2 separate regions of the Anser cygnoides genome follow, and region 2 is linked to region 1. Evidence: chromatin contacts called from public Hi-C data. All regions are on one chromosome and are shown on one strand. Each heading gives the region's core, a stretch centred on a gene start, on an enhancer-like site or on the middle of the called end of the contact. The rest is flanking DNA. Distances are from core to core; before and after follow the strand shown. Region 1 holds the start of TRMU (tRNA mitochondrial 2-thiouridylase). Region 2 overlaps CELSR1 (cadherin EGF LAG seven-pass G-type receptor 1).

Region 1 (6,606 bases), core at 2,665-5,164:
CGGCCTTAAAAATGTCTACACTTGCTGCACTTGTACCTTTCAATTGCAGTGTAGGCAGAACCTTAATCTGCCTGGGAAAATCTGGCTCCTACAGGGGAATGGAGAAGGCACTGAATGAAAGATTCTTTTTTCCCCCAGTAAAATTATACTGGAGTCCAATTACTGTATAAAACAATGTTATTAATTTTAACGTTTCAAAGGTCGTAAATCTAAAGATACTACCTAAGCATATCCCCATGATAAGGTCTATTATATACCGAATAGCCAAAGAATACATTCATTAAAAAAAAGAAACACATCGAGTAATTTTTACATAAGTCACTGAAATACTTGACAAAGATTTCCTGAAATGCTTCTCCAGGGTGTGGAAGATAGCCCTGTCTCCTTAATCCACATTACAGCTCCTCCAGAATGTGGATTACTCCTGAAACACTCATTCTTACCCCTCTGCACCTGGATTAGCAAATGTAACACTTGACTGGTCAGTGTAATTTTCAGTGAGGCAAATCCCCTGTTTTGCCCAATCAGCCTTCTAGAGGCTGGGGTTTAAACAGTAATCATCACGTGTGAAGTCGTTAACTTCCCCGATTACGTGACACAAAATATAGTTTAAATTTCTCTTTCATACCTAGGATGAAATATAAAACTACTTACTATTTCTAACTTCAAACCGGTTTCTGAAAAGCCCTTGTGGTCTTTTAGTGTATTTCTGATTAAAAACTTCCTCATCCTCCAGTGACGTCCTAGCATAATGCCCAGTAGCAATTGCATCGGCTCCTAGCAAGGAAAAAAAGGTGAAAAATAAACAAACATAAAACTCACAAAGGCACATACTTGAAATTCACAGTGTAAAGCAGGGCTATAAACATCTAGGAAAAAAGCAGAAAACAACGAAGGAAGAAAACCTAAGGAGAAGTCTTATACTGACAGGCATCACACCCCTGCTATTTAATCAACATGAACTGTTAATCAGCATGTTGGAATTTGTGTTTTTGTACTTTAAGGACCACCCAAGAATGTAAGATTTAATGCTCAGGTCAACATGCATCCCTGAATTAAATCTGCTCCTAAATATATAACAGTAAATTCAAACCCAAATAGTTTACAGATATTGAAATACTGCCACAGAGATGCACAATTTATGCACACAACTGAATTCCTGTTTTTCCCCACCTTTCCAGAAGTTGCTACCATTTTAGCATTTCCCCCGCATACGCTGTGTACTGATGCACTTCAAAGAGCCTTACCAAGGTTATCCATAGCATAGTGAAGAAAGTAGTTGAATTTTATATGCTTGTTACACACAATATCAGGATTAGGTGTCCTTCCCAATTCATACTCTTTTAAGAAGTCACTGTAAAATAAAGAGTCACACGTATATTAACATTATTAGCACTGCACGATACTCTCCAATACAGGAAGATCAGTTACACGGGAGAACTTGAGACCCAGTCATATGAAGCATTTTATGTAAGAGATAAAATATCCATCAGCTTTTAACCTGTAAAAAACAATGCTTGCAGGATTTTCTCCAGACTGAGGGCATGGTCAAACCATCATTCACAATCTTGCACAGTACAGATGATTTATTAAATTACCATTACTCAGGGGAGACACAGCTATCCACTGTGCACATCCTACTTATCTCTTACAAAATACTTATTTTTCAGAATTAAAAAAGCCTGATCAATTTTTCAAAGCTTTTCAAGCAGCCACCAGGAGATTGTGTGTTCCAGCTGCAAGGACACTAGCTTAATCTGTGAGAGCATACCATAAGCAGTCATGGGACCTTGCCTTAACTTTATAGACATTTTTTCCTGCCTTTTTTTTTTTTCCCCACTCAAAAAATAAGTATAGTTTCTCATGGTCAAATTGTAGTTTTTACACTTTCATGCAACTAAAATGCTTAGCATTATTCGCTTGAAAACATTTAAATAACTACTAATAAAATTAAATTAGCATACAGCGATGCACAGAGACAGCAGAAGGCCCAATGTTTGCTTTATTTTGCTTGCCCTCAGTGGTCACTCAAGTCAAAAGGGACAGAGGGCAGAGCCTGGAAAAGAATCTTTACCTGTATTTAAACGAACTACTGAATCTCTCTGATGCAAAGACATGAAACAGACTCTGTACAGACCATGGGAAAGACAAGACCTGAGATAGTTCTCTTGATAAAAGGTGGTTTTTGATGAATAATCCTTTAAAGAGAGACTTCAGGGAATAAATTCAAGCTCAGCGATGACAGTAAGGAAAAAAAGGCTTCTGGAACAAACCAAGATACTTACAACACTTTGCTTGGGAATGCTGTACTAATAAATGATGAGAAGCAAAAGGAAAGCTGATCTTCTGTGATCTTTGATTCATCATTTACAGCCATCCCCCACCCCGCAAGAGTTTTGATACCATTCATTCATTCTCTCACACCAAAAATGAAAATGGAGTGAACCTTCCCAGAACAGGACCATTTTCTTCACTGAATGTGCAAGAGTTTTGTGTTTAACTTGATGCCACTGCCATGTGGCACAGAGATAGCACAACTAAGTTATTCCTCAGTTTCTTCTAAGACAAGGTAACAAGAGCACTACTTAAAGGAGGAGGAAAATGAACTAATGTTGAATAAGTAGGAGAGAAATTTGGTTGTTACACCAATACCTCCCTTCTTCTCCCTTCCAAGAAAACCTTTCAGCTTTCTCCATGCATAACTTTCTTCCATTACAGTGGAACAAAGTCATAGGAAGAGCAAATCTGAACATCCACTTCAGAGAACAACATCAAATTTGTCAGAAATTTTAAGAAGGCTAAGTCATGATTGCTCTGTGATAAACTGGATTCAGCATATACTAATATAACGTACAATGCACTGCATAAATTACACAAATAAACAAGGGTAATAGCATCCCATGACATAATTTTTCCTCAAGCTACGATAATGTTGGGCCAGTATGTAGGAAAAAGAAATGAGCTGCAATAATGGCATTAACATGCATTCATAATAACTGTAGATAAACCTATTAATTTCAAAATTAACGAGTGTATTAAAACCAACAGTTAAATTGTGATGTTAAATGTGAATGAGAGAGAAAACAATTCTGCGTTTAAGGAGCGTCACTACTTCCTTTTAGCACCAATAATACTGCAATAAACTGCCTTTACCATCCTCACTTTTCACAGGAACACGGCACTATGTTAATCTCTTTCTGAAAGACCACCTGTTTTGAGTAGGTTTCTACCTGAATACTTCATTCCAGTATTCCTTCACGTAGGAAACCTGGTGAAAAGGGATATCGAGCTTCTGACAAACCCGGTAAGCATCTTCGCAATCTCGGTCGACGGAGCAAGCTCCTTGCTCATCCAGAGGGTCCCAGTTTTTCATGAAGACGCCCGTCACTTGGTAGCCTACCAAGGGAAGGCAAGGAATGACTGATAAACTGAAAATCTTATAGGGTGGGCCTTAGGACTGTGTTTTTCAAGGCAACCGCGTCCTTCAGAAGATGCGAGAAACTCTGTATTATGCACGCACCCTGCTAGGAGTTTCACAGTAAAGCTATCACGTAATATTTTCGCTAAGGGCAGAGCAATAGCTGACACCCAGATAAGGTGTTTATGAAATCCCCACGGCAACAGCACACAATGCCGAGTTGCTCCGGCTTCCCCCTGCACCACCGGCTCCCTCCGGCGCCCCGAGCCTTGCCTTCCCCTCTCCCTCAGCCCCGGGGGGACCCGGCCGAGACCCGACGGGGGCCCGGCCGCCCTCGCCCACCTCGGCGCCTCAGCAGCAGCGCTGCCACGGCGCTGTCCACCCCGCCGGACACGGCGCAGGCGACATGGCGGGCCCCCGCCCCCCGCAGCATCGCCCCGGCCAGGATCGGCCCGGCTCGGCCCCACCGCCCCTTCCTCCCCGCCGCCCGCCCCTTCCGCCGCCATGGCCCCGGGGGCCGGGCTTAGCGTGAGGGGAGCGAGCGGGGCTGGGCGGTTTCTGGCGAGCAGGGGCAGCTTTTCTCGGCACAGGGGGTTGTCTGAGGGCAGGTGGGACGGGAGGTGGGTGGAGGAGGCGTTATTAAGGCAATTAAAGTGTAAAAGTTAGAGAAGGTGGCCCGAATTTGCTGCCCTTGACCCCCCCCCCCCGCGCAGTCAGTGGGAACCACCTCTGCCAGCTGCTCATCGGCAGAGGACTCGAGTTGTACCGGATAAACCAAGCCACAGTTTGACCCAGTGAAAATCTTAATGTCTAGGATCGATTGCTTCATGTTCGCTACCATTAAATGAGGCAGCAGCTGTGCCACATGCTGCACGATGCAGGTCTGGAGGTCGGGGCAGCCCCCACCCATTGTGGACTTACTGCCGTGAAGTTTGGGCAAGTGACCTGCTCCTTGAAGGGGAAAAGTGGCAGAGTGGGATGCATCTACATGCCGTCAGCTCTCGGTGAATCCCACAACTATTCAGCTGGCCTGATGCCTGCTTTAGGACCATGCAGGGATATGGTTCGCAGGGTAGCTGACACAGCCCACTGAAAATTGCCAATAAAAGAGTTGTTATGGTCATCCCCCAAAACTGTTCTTAACTGACACATAACAGTTGATTCTCTCTCAGTTTCTGAAATAGGGCATAACCTAATTTTAAAATGAAATCACAAATACACCAATACTGGGAGAAAGAGTGGGTGTGGTGTTTCCTTTTTGGTTGTTTTTGGTTGTTTTTAAAGTGTCCCCCTTTGTTTTCATTTGAAACTGTACAAAGAACTAGCTTCTGCACCCTGCTTAAAGGCTACATGAAGACATGGTTTGAGTATTGCTTTAACTGAGCAGCAGACTCCTAAGTGAAATTTTAGTAAATGCCTTGGTTATCCATCTCACTTTTTGCAGAGGGAAAGCAGGAACAAGAAAAAGTATAGAAATTCTACGTCACAGTGGGTCATACTTAGTAGGACGGGGTGGCATGGTTGCTCCCTCTGACTCAGAAGTCTTCACAACCTTGCCAGAAGTCTTGGTTCACAAGTCTGATGCTGCAGTAACCACAGAAAAGGCAGCCATGGTAAAAAGTAAAGTACCTCCACCTAAAGCAGCCTTGTTCAACATCAGTATTTAACAAACTCATCTGAACACTTTTTCCCTATTTAGACAGTTGGTCTCAAAGTTACCAATGGATAGAATATTTCCAGAAGCTGATTAACTTTTATACGTTGATATACTAAGCTAATACATGCACAGCAGAAGCTTCTGGTCTCCAAAACAGATATCTGACTTTAACAGTTATGTGCTACTATTGTGTGCATTTTCATTTCCACTCACCTCTCTGTATTTAAAAGTCTCCACATATCATGAAAGTGTTGCAAACTCTAATTTTTCTGCTATTTGAAAGGGAGAAATTTAAGCCTTCAAATGTCAAGACCAAGCCATCTGGCAATAACATGCTGTTACTTTCTTCATTGAATCATACAATCATCCAGCTGTTAATGTTAGTATATTCCACTAATTCAACAGTAAAGAATTTATTTCCTGACTTGCAACACTTTTGTATTAAAAACTGAAATCCACTAGTTTTACCTGCATTGTAAGATTTTAGTGAAACATTAAAATAGACTGACCAAATCCTGTAGTAAGAGATTCCTAGTTTGTACAACAGTTTGTTAGTTAAACCCGTTTATTTTTAAGTTAAATCTTCATTGCACATAGGAAATAAAGACACAAAGGACAACCAGTAAGAAATAAAAAAATGCAGGCTTCCAATACAGAGACTATCCCTTTGACTTAAACTTTAAATACGCCGTTGTGGTATATCCATGAGGAAAACTCTTCGTCGGACTGAGTTTTACTGTATAAGGACTCTTACAATTCTATTGCTACAGCATTTCACCATTCATCTTCATAAAGCTATGTGAGTGAAGAGTAGCACCTAACACTTTAAAGATCACAGATACCAAGAATTCTTCACTTCAGCCCAAGTTCAGAACTTCAGCAGAGGGGAATCCAGATTTTCTTTGTTTACATCAGGACTCAGAGTGATAAGAGGAGAACTCAAATCAATTAACTGAAAGAAAATACATGATGAAGTTTAGCTCTTTGTACATTATTAGAAGACTTAATAGAGATTAACAGTACTAAATTTTTGTTTAGGATTCCTGTTAGTATCCAAAGTACAGATACAAGCACCACACTCAAGCATTTAGGTTCAGATTAGTTTGTTTTTTTAAAAAAAAAGATCTAGCTCATTCTTAGACAAGCACAAGCTTCTCAAAGCTTCTTACAAGGTAGATATTCCCCATACTTACCTTTAAAAACCTAAAAGGCTTTTAGCTTTCAATACTATGCATATTCAAGTGATGCTATCATCCAGGCAGGACAGAGCATTTCTGAACTCCTCTAAACATACCCCCAAAAGTCAGATGAAGTCAGACTTCTGTGATCCCCTTTTGAGATACTTCGAAGTTTTGAAGTGCCTGATATTAAATTGATCCCAACTACATCTAATGTCAGAGGCTGCATCCTCATAGTTACCACCATTCATCTGAAAGCATCTGAAGGAATGCACCTTCAAGCCACTTGTGTACAAAAAACAATTGCCCAGAAATTCTTGTCAAATTTAGCCTGTGTTCCAACTCACCTTTCA
Region 2 (6,091 bases), core at 3,435-5,934, 81 kb before region 1:
GGCATGGCAAGGAGGAGGCAATGGCCAGTGCTAGCTTCCAGCGGAGCACTGATGGTATCCTTCAGGAGATCATCGCTTTGTGCTGGATGCCTTTCCTTCTCCAGAGTTTTCCTGGGGTCAGAAGCTCTTCCATAGCTTAAGCATGGGACAGTTCGCAGGGCACAGGGAATGGGACTGCAGCCGAGTCTTTACCTCTGGTCTTGGAAGGGTCTTGTCTGTGGTTACCTGGAAAAAGGACAGGGCCTCCTTTTCAAAGAGAAAGGGGTTTCTTCAGTTATACAAGGAAGAAAAGCAATCCCACTGAAAAAATCACTTACTTTGCTAACCAGGGCCAGAATTTTTAACGGTGTACTGAGGGGCATGCATGTTTAATTTACTTTCCAACTTCAGAGGTAAAGAAGTTTTTAAAGATTTACCAGTATTGCTAGTCAGATCCCATTGTGATAATTTTTTTACAACTTTCTTAAAAGAATCAAAGTTACTGCATCAGTGGATTTTTGTGCTTTTTTGGTGGGCAGACTTGTATGCTTATGAAGCATGACAGTATCTAGTGCTGGAGGCACCTGCGTGATATGGGGTATGTATGACCTGTTAATGAGAGGAATTTGTTTCTGTGCACTTGTGTTATTTATCTTGTATTTATCTTTGTACTGTTATGTATTTTGATGCTAGTGGGCATGGCTTTTTAAAAAAAATAAAATCGTAGCAATTAAAATTACAAGCATCTAAAGGAAGGGAAAGAAATTAGATTTCCCATTGCTGAAAGCATGCCAAGATTTTACATTTAAAGTTCAAAATGCTGTTCTAGTCAAACACAGAAAATGTTCCCAATGTCTGAATGCAAAACATGTCGTTTCCTACATGCTCAAAACCCAATTTTAAAATTGCCATGTGAAAAGGTAATCTCTGCAGAAATAGTTCGGTTTCTGAGTCATTTCCTGGCATTCTGGCTGACGATTTCGAGCCTCCCATCCTTGCTGAGGCCCAGCTCGTCATCTTCCACCCAAATCCTGAGGATCATCAGTGGAAGTCCTAGTCTAGATGAGATCATAGATTTGATACACAGAAACTAAAGCCTTTGACAAATTCTGATCAGAAGTAATACACAATGTTGTTAACGGTGAAGGTGTATAATCTGCAGGGTTATCTGCCCTAAGTTCTGGTGGTTTTACCAGCCTTTGAAGTCATTAAATAGAGTCAGCATTTCCCTTTCTTAGGGAATATTTTAGCTCAGGTGAAGCCATGTTGTTGAGGCAGGACTCACCGGTTCTGTGGTTGTAGAAGCCAAAAGCATGAGAAGCTAATAAAATTAGTCCCTTTCATCCATAAAACGCGGCAGGATTCTGTGAAAACCCATCCAGAGCTCCACCTGCAGTGCTGCAGGTGGGAAAGGCAAGAGCCGGGAAGGCAGGAGAAACGTTGCTGTAGGGTTGTGCTGGCCTTATGTTCCTCCGCGTGCACCTAACGCTCCCTCAGCAGGACTTGGGCTGGCTGGTGGCAACCTTCCCTACACACCTTACGCCTCCTGGAAATCACCACAGGGCCGCCTGGCTGATATTTACTTTTTCTTGGCCCTGCTCTGACATGGCTGCAGAGCCCTTGCAGGTTTTGGTGGGTATAACGGGGGGTATCCGATCTGCCCTTGCAGAACAGGATATTTATTCGTGCAGGTTTCAATTAGTAGTAATTGTTTTTGTTGATTTTTCATTTTTTTTTCTGGTAAAGTGTAAGTGAAAAGTGATTAATACCTGAGAAAGGAAACCGGGGCTTGGCTGCAGAGCGACATTCCATTGTCTTGACACAAAATAACAAATAACTCGCCTCTAAAGCTGTGTCTCAGGAAATGAAAGTGTAAAGCAGTGAAAGTCATTTGGAGGTCATTGAAATGCAAAGTGTGTCCTGCTCCCGAGCCCCGAATCGCTCAGCTATCTGTAACAGCTCCGAGAAATCTCCTGCGCTGTTAGGCAAGCAGCGCGCCAGGCCAGTACCAAAAGCTTTCCTGTCTTTCTCTCCCCTGCGTGCTTTTTGAAGCGTTATTCCTGCTGAATTTGCAACTGACAGATGAAGTTACCTGTTTTGGCAGAAATTTCGTATCTGCACATAAAATTAACTTTTTCAGGAGCGCTCCCCAGGGTCTTCACGCAGAGCGTGGCGTTACGGACCGGGCCTCCAAGGCAAAACCAAGCAGAGCTCAAGGCCTGGGTCCTCTTCTCCCCCTGGCTGGGCCTCGGCTGCGTGGCTTCACCCAGGGCTTTGGGCTTTCTGGTCCCGGGGGAGCTGGTACCAGGCAGCCCTCCGTGAGCCTGGTTAGCTCGAGCTGCCTGCCACCTCCACACCACGCAACTCCTCAGAGGTTTAGGGGCTCCTCCCCGAATGGTGATTTTCAGCTCCTCTGAAAGCTGGAGAGGTGGGAGGGTGGCACAGGCTGAGGGGTCTTTAATCATCACGCCTTGAGGACTGCTGGAAAGCTTGCTGTGCAGGCCGGCCAGCTGAGCTCTTCTGCAAAGCCAGCTTCAGGGACAGGGGACGTGTGGCAGGGGTACCAAGGGACATTCAGCGGTGGGGGCAGTTGGTTCTGGTTTCGCTGATGCTGTGGCACTGCATGATTTCCTTCAGGTTTGACAGGTTTGCGCTCCTGCCATTAGAGTTGCACCTGCACTTACAACCATTTCCCATCCCCAAACACCGTTTTGTGCTCTTCTGTTTCAGAGCAAGTATGCTGTTCTTTCAGAAAATGCCCCTGCGCCTTTTATTGTTGCAAAGGAGCGTTTTCACCCTCTCTTCTGTTTTGGAGGGGGTGAAACACCGATTTAGCATGGCACGCTGTTTCTAGCAGAGTCATTGAAATGGCACCTCAGGAATTTGGTGCAAGGGCTTTGAAGTGCACTGCTATCTCCGTTTAATCACACACTAAATCTACAGTAACTCGCTGATTCACGGTGAACTTTTCAGGCATTTTGCGTCTGTCTGTGGAGTGAGGGGAAGCAGGGCTTTGCAATTACCCGGCCACTCTGGGGTCTGGGAGACCCTCACCAAGAAGAGCTGGGGGCAGCCCACGCAGCAGTGTGGGACCCCTGGGATGGACCCAGCTGTGTCCCCGTCACCCACACGGAGCTGCAGCACGCTTGGCAAGGTGTCCCCAGGGACAAGGCTAAGGGGAAGGAGTTGGCTGGCATGTCGTGCTATTTCTAGGTGTTCCCTGCACTCTGAGAGCAATAACGTTTGCATCCTGGTTGCAAAATTAAGGTATAAAAAATGCTGTATCTATATAAAGCCAAAAATGTTTGGGAGTAGTGTTCTGGCATAGGGACAAGTGGGGAATGAAGAAGGGTTTGCTGAAGTGGGAGAGGAGAGCACGTGAAGGAGAGCAAGGCTGCAGGAGACATGTGGAAGCGAGGGAGGAAGGAAAAAGCAGAAAAAGGGTTCAAAGAGCAGGAGGGGGCAGAGGAAAGGGGCAGTCCAGGGAGGAGGAAAGGGCCATGGAGGGCAGACAAGGGGGCCTGCAGCAGGGCAACACGGCAGTTGGTGTCTTCCACATGGCAAGCTGGATGTTCTCGGAGGGGTAGGCAAGGTCTCTTGGCAGCCAAAACAGGTCCTTCTTGCTGCCTCGCTGCTTCAGCATCAAAGAGCTGAGGAGCATCTAGTAATACAAATAGGAGAATAAAATTTCCATTTCAGACTGGGAAGTCTCCTTCTTCCCATCAGCACTGCAGCTAACATGGCCAAAATGAGTCAAATCCAAGAGCCTGCCCTTGGCAGGAGCTGTATGCTCTTCGTGAAGATGCTGGTTACACCGTGGAGTAAAGGTGCACTGCTGGATGCTGTGTGCATGTACCTGTGGCTTTTCACAGCTTTGTCAGAACACCTTGCCATTGCCACGTGGTGGGACATGCCTGGTGGGATGGGAAGGCTGCTCCCCATCCCTGCTGTACCACCAGGAGAGCAGCAGCTTGTTGGGCACCACCACTCACTTAGCTTAGCTTCTGGATGCAGCCAGGCAGGAGATAACAAATCAGTCTAGCAAAACTTGCTCAGCTTCGTTGCCCAGCCTGGATCCGGGCTACCGGTGTTGCAGGGAGTTTGTCTAGGAAAAGGAACTGGTCTGGTGGCTTTTCAGGATTTGCATTTTTGACTCACTGATGGGAAGCTTTGGGGTTTTCCTTTTCACTGTCACAGGCTCTCATGTTTCTCTACAGACTCGAGCCAAGTTTGTATAAAGAAATGCCATTAAAATATTCAGGGAGTAAAGGGGATACATACATCAAAGGAAGAAGGGTTTTATGTGAAATGATGCGGCCTGCTTTTCCCTGGTGACTAATCAGGAGGGATCCAGTGGATGTGTGTAAGAGATTTTCTGTTCTTCACACCAGCTAATTTTAAAGTTGCTTTGGAAATCTCTAGGGGGAAACTTGAAAAAAAGCAGAGATTAACATTAATGGTGTCTCTTAATCTAGCCTAATTTGGAGTTTCCCGACTGATCAGAAAAGTTCACATCCCGGCACTAAGCTTCTGTGGCATTTCCTAGCCTCTCCTCCCTGCATTGCCTGCTGCTGCCCGATGCGTTTGTTTTTTTCCTGCTTGTTTATTTATTTATCTTCCTCGTGGGGGCTGGACTCGGGCCGCTGGCCCAGGCAGGCCATGGCGGCAGGCGGTTAATGAGCTTTTTGACCACTGAAGCAGCACGGCATCGCCTGGGAATCAGAGAGGCTCGCTCCCTTCCAGGCGCTGGATAGCGGAGCAGGGGCCGGAGGGTTAATGAAGGAGCCGGGGGGCTGGCGGGCTGCCTAATGAGCTCCGGGGAGCCAGCGAGGGGGGACAGACCCTGACAGCGGCATCCCTCCTGCCACTGGCTCCATTTTCCCCCATTGTCGCTGTAGCTGGAGGCTCTGGGACGAAAAAAGCCCCAGAGGGTGTGAGCGTGAGGTGCTCTGCACTGAGCACCACTGGGTTTTGGGGGCTGAACCAGCACGTTAGCAATGCAGAGGAGTGTTGTTTTGTATTAAAAATAGCTAGGAAACAGATTCTTTTTAACCTTTAACCACTCCTAACAGTCAATAAATCATTAGCTACTGATTAACAAAAACAGTAGGGTAACTTTTGTCCAGTAAGCAAACTCTTGGAAACACTGAAAGGCTGGCACTGACTTCAGGATGGCTTTTCTTTTTACAGATTCGGACTTATTTAAAGACAAACAAGGCAAGCTCTGCATATTAAGCCATGGCACACAAAGGATTTGGATAAAAGACCAGCTTTCTAAAACAGATTTTTTTTTATGTGTACAGTGAGCTAAGGAAGGGCAGTACTTACAGCACGGGGACATATCTGTCCTCTGAGAAAAACAGCTCTCCTGATGCCAAGCATTGCTAGATCAGTGGGGTCTCACTTTCGAGAGTTCCTATTGTTTTCTCAAATTCTTGGCCACATTTACAGATTGCTACTGAGTCCTCTCCTCTGCTGTCAGCTCCTTCAATAGTCTCAATGGGGTGGCTGAAGCAGACGGAAGTAATCGTGGCTGAGGCTCAGACCGGAGAGCACAGCTTTGAGTCTGAGTACAGGAAATATCTGTGAAGTTGGAACACTCTCCTGTAGGTGACAAAAATGCTCTAGTATCCCTCTTCCCATCCTTGCAAAAATTCAAATGGTAATTTTCTTATGTGAGACTGGAACTAGGAATTTGGAAGAAGATGTTCCTGGTGGATTAGAGATTTGTGAGACCCTCAGGAAAGCCCTAGTATCTTGCAGATTAACTAATACAGGGTGAGATCCAGACACCTAATCCTCATTGCTGCAGCTGACTAACTAAACAAACATTTGCACTTTGCAATATTTTTACATCTACAGTATATAGTCTGGCTTAATTATAAATAAATCGACCAAAGATTGGACTGTTTGCTTAAACCTCTCCAACATTTTGCATCATGGCTTTTGAAAAAAAGTATTATTTATAATATAAAAATATAATTGTTAAGTATATAAGACAAGGCTTCCATTATCCATTATTCTGTATGTCTTTTCCATTCACTGTGCATTATTAGATCATCTGTATCCTTAATAAGTAACTCTGTGGGCTCCAGCAGTTTAAATATTTACT

Evidence for each region. A called contact is a pair of places that touch in the nucleus more often than the background predicts.
Region 2: a contact with region 1 is called in a Hi-C map of liver, with 4 times the contacts expected there. The contact joins the enhancer-like site here to the promoter of TRMU in region 1. A contact is called at or near these places in 2 of 7 Hi-C or Micro-C datasets (both in liver).

Annotation. Positions count from the first base shown.
Region 1 is chr1:16,685,611-16,692,216 of Taihu_goose_T2T_genome, reverse strand. TRMU (tRNA mitochondrial 2-thiouridylase) reads right to left here and starts at 3,914. Exons shown (of 12, transcript XM_048068494.2): 1 at 3,761-3,914; 2 at 3,302-3,396; 3 at 1,248-1,354; 4 at 655-777. The coding sequence starts at 3,351. It overlaps GTSE1 (G2 and S-phase expressed 1), which reads right to left. Exons shown (of 12, transcript XM_048068485.2): 12 at 5,623-6,027. The coding sequence ends at 5,944.
Region 2 is chr1:16,767,519-16,773,609 of Taihu_goose_T2T_genome, reverse strand. All of the region lies in intron 5 of CELSR1 (cadherin EGF LAG seven-pass G-type receptor 1), which reads left to right. Among named protein-coding and RNA genes, the nearest start is that of TRMU, 82 kb to the right of the region's middle. Within about 2 kb of position 4,684, at least 2 of the 3 cell types and tissues checked have open chromatin away from gene starts, as enhancers often do. A contact at or near this core is called in liver, where this site is marked.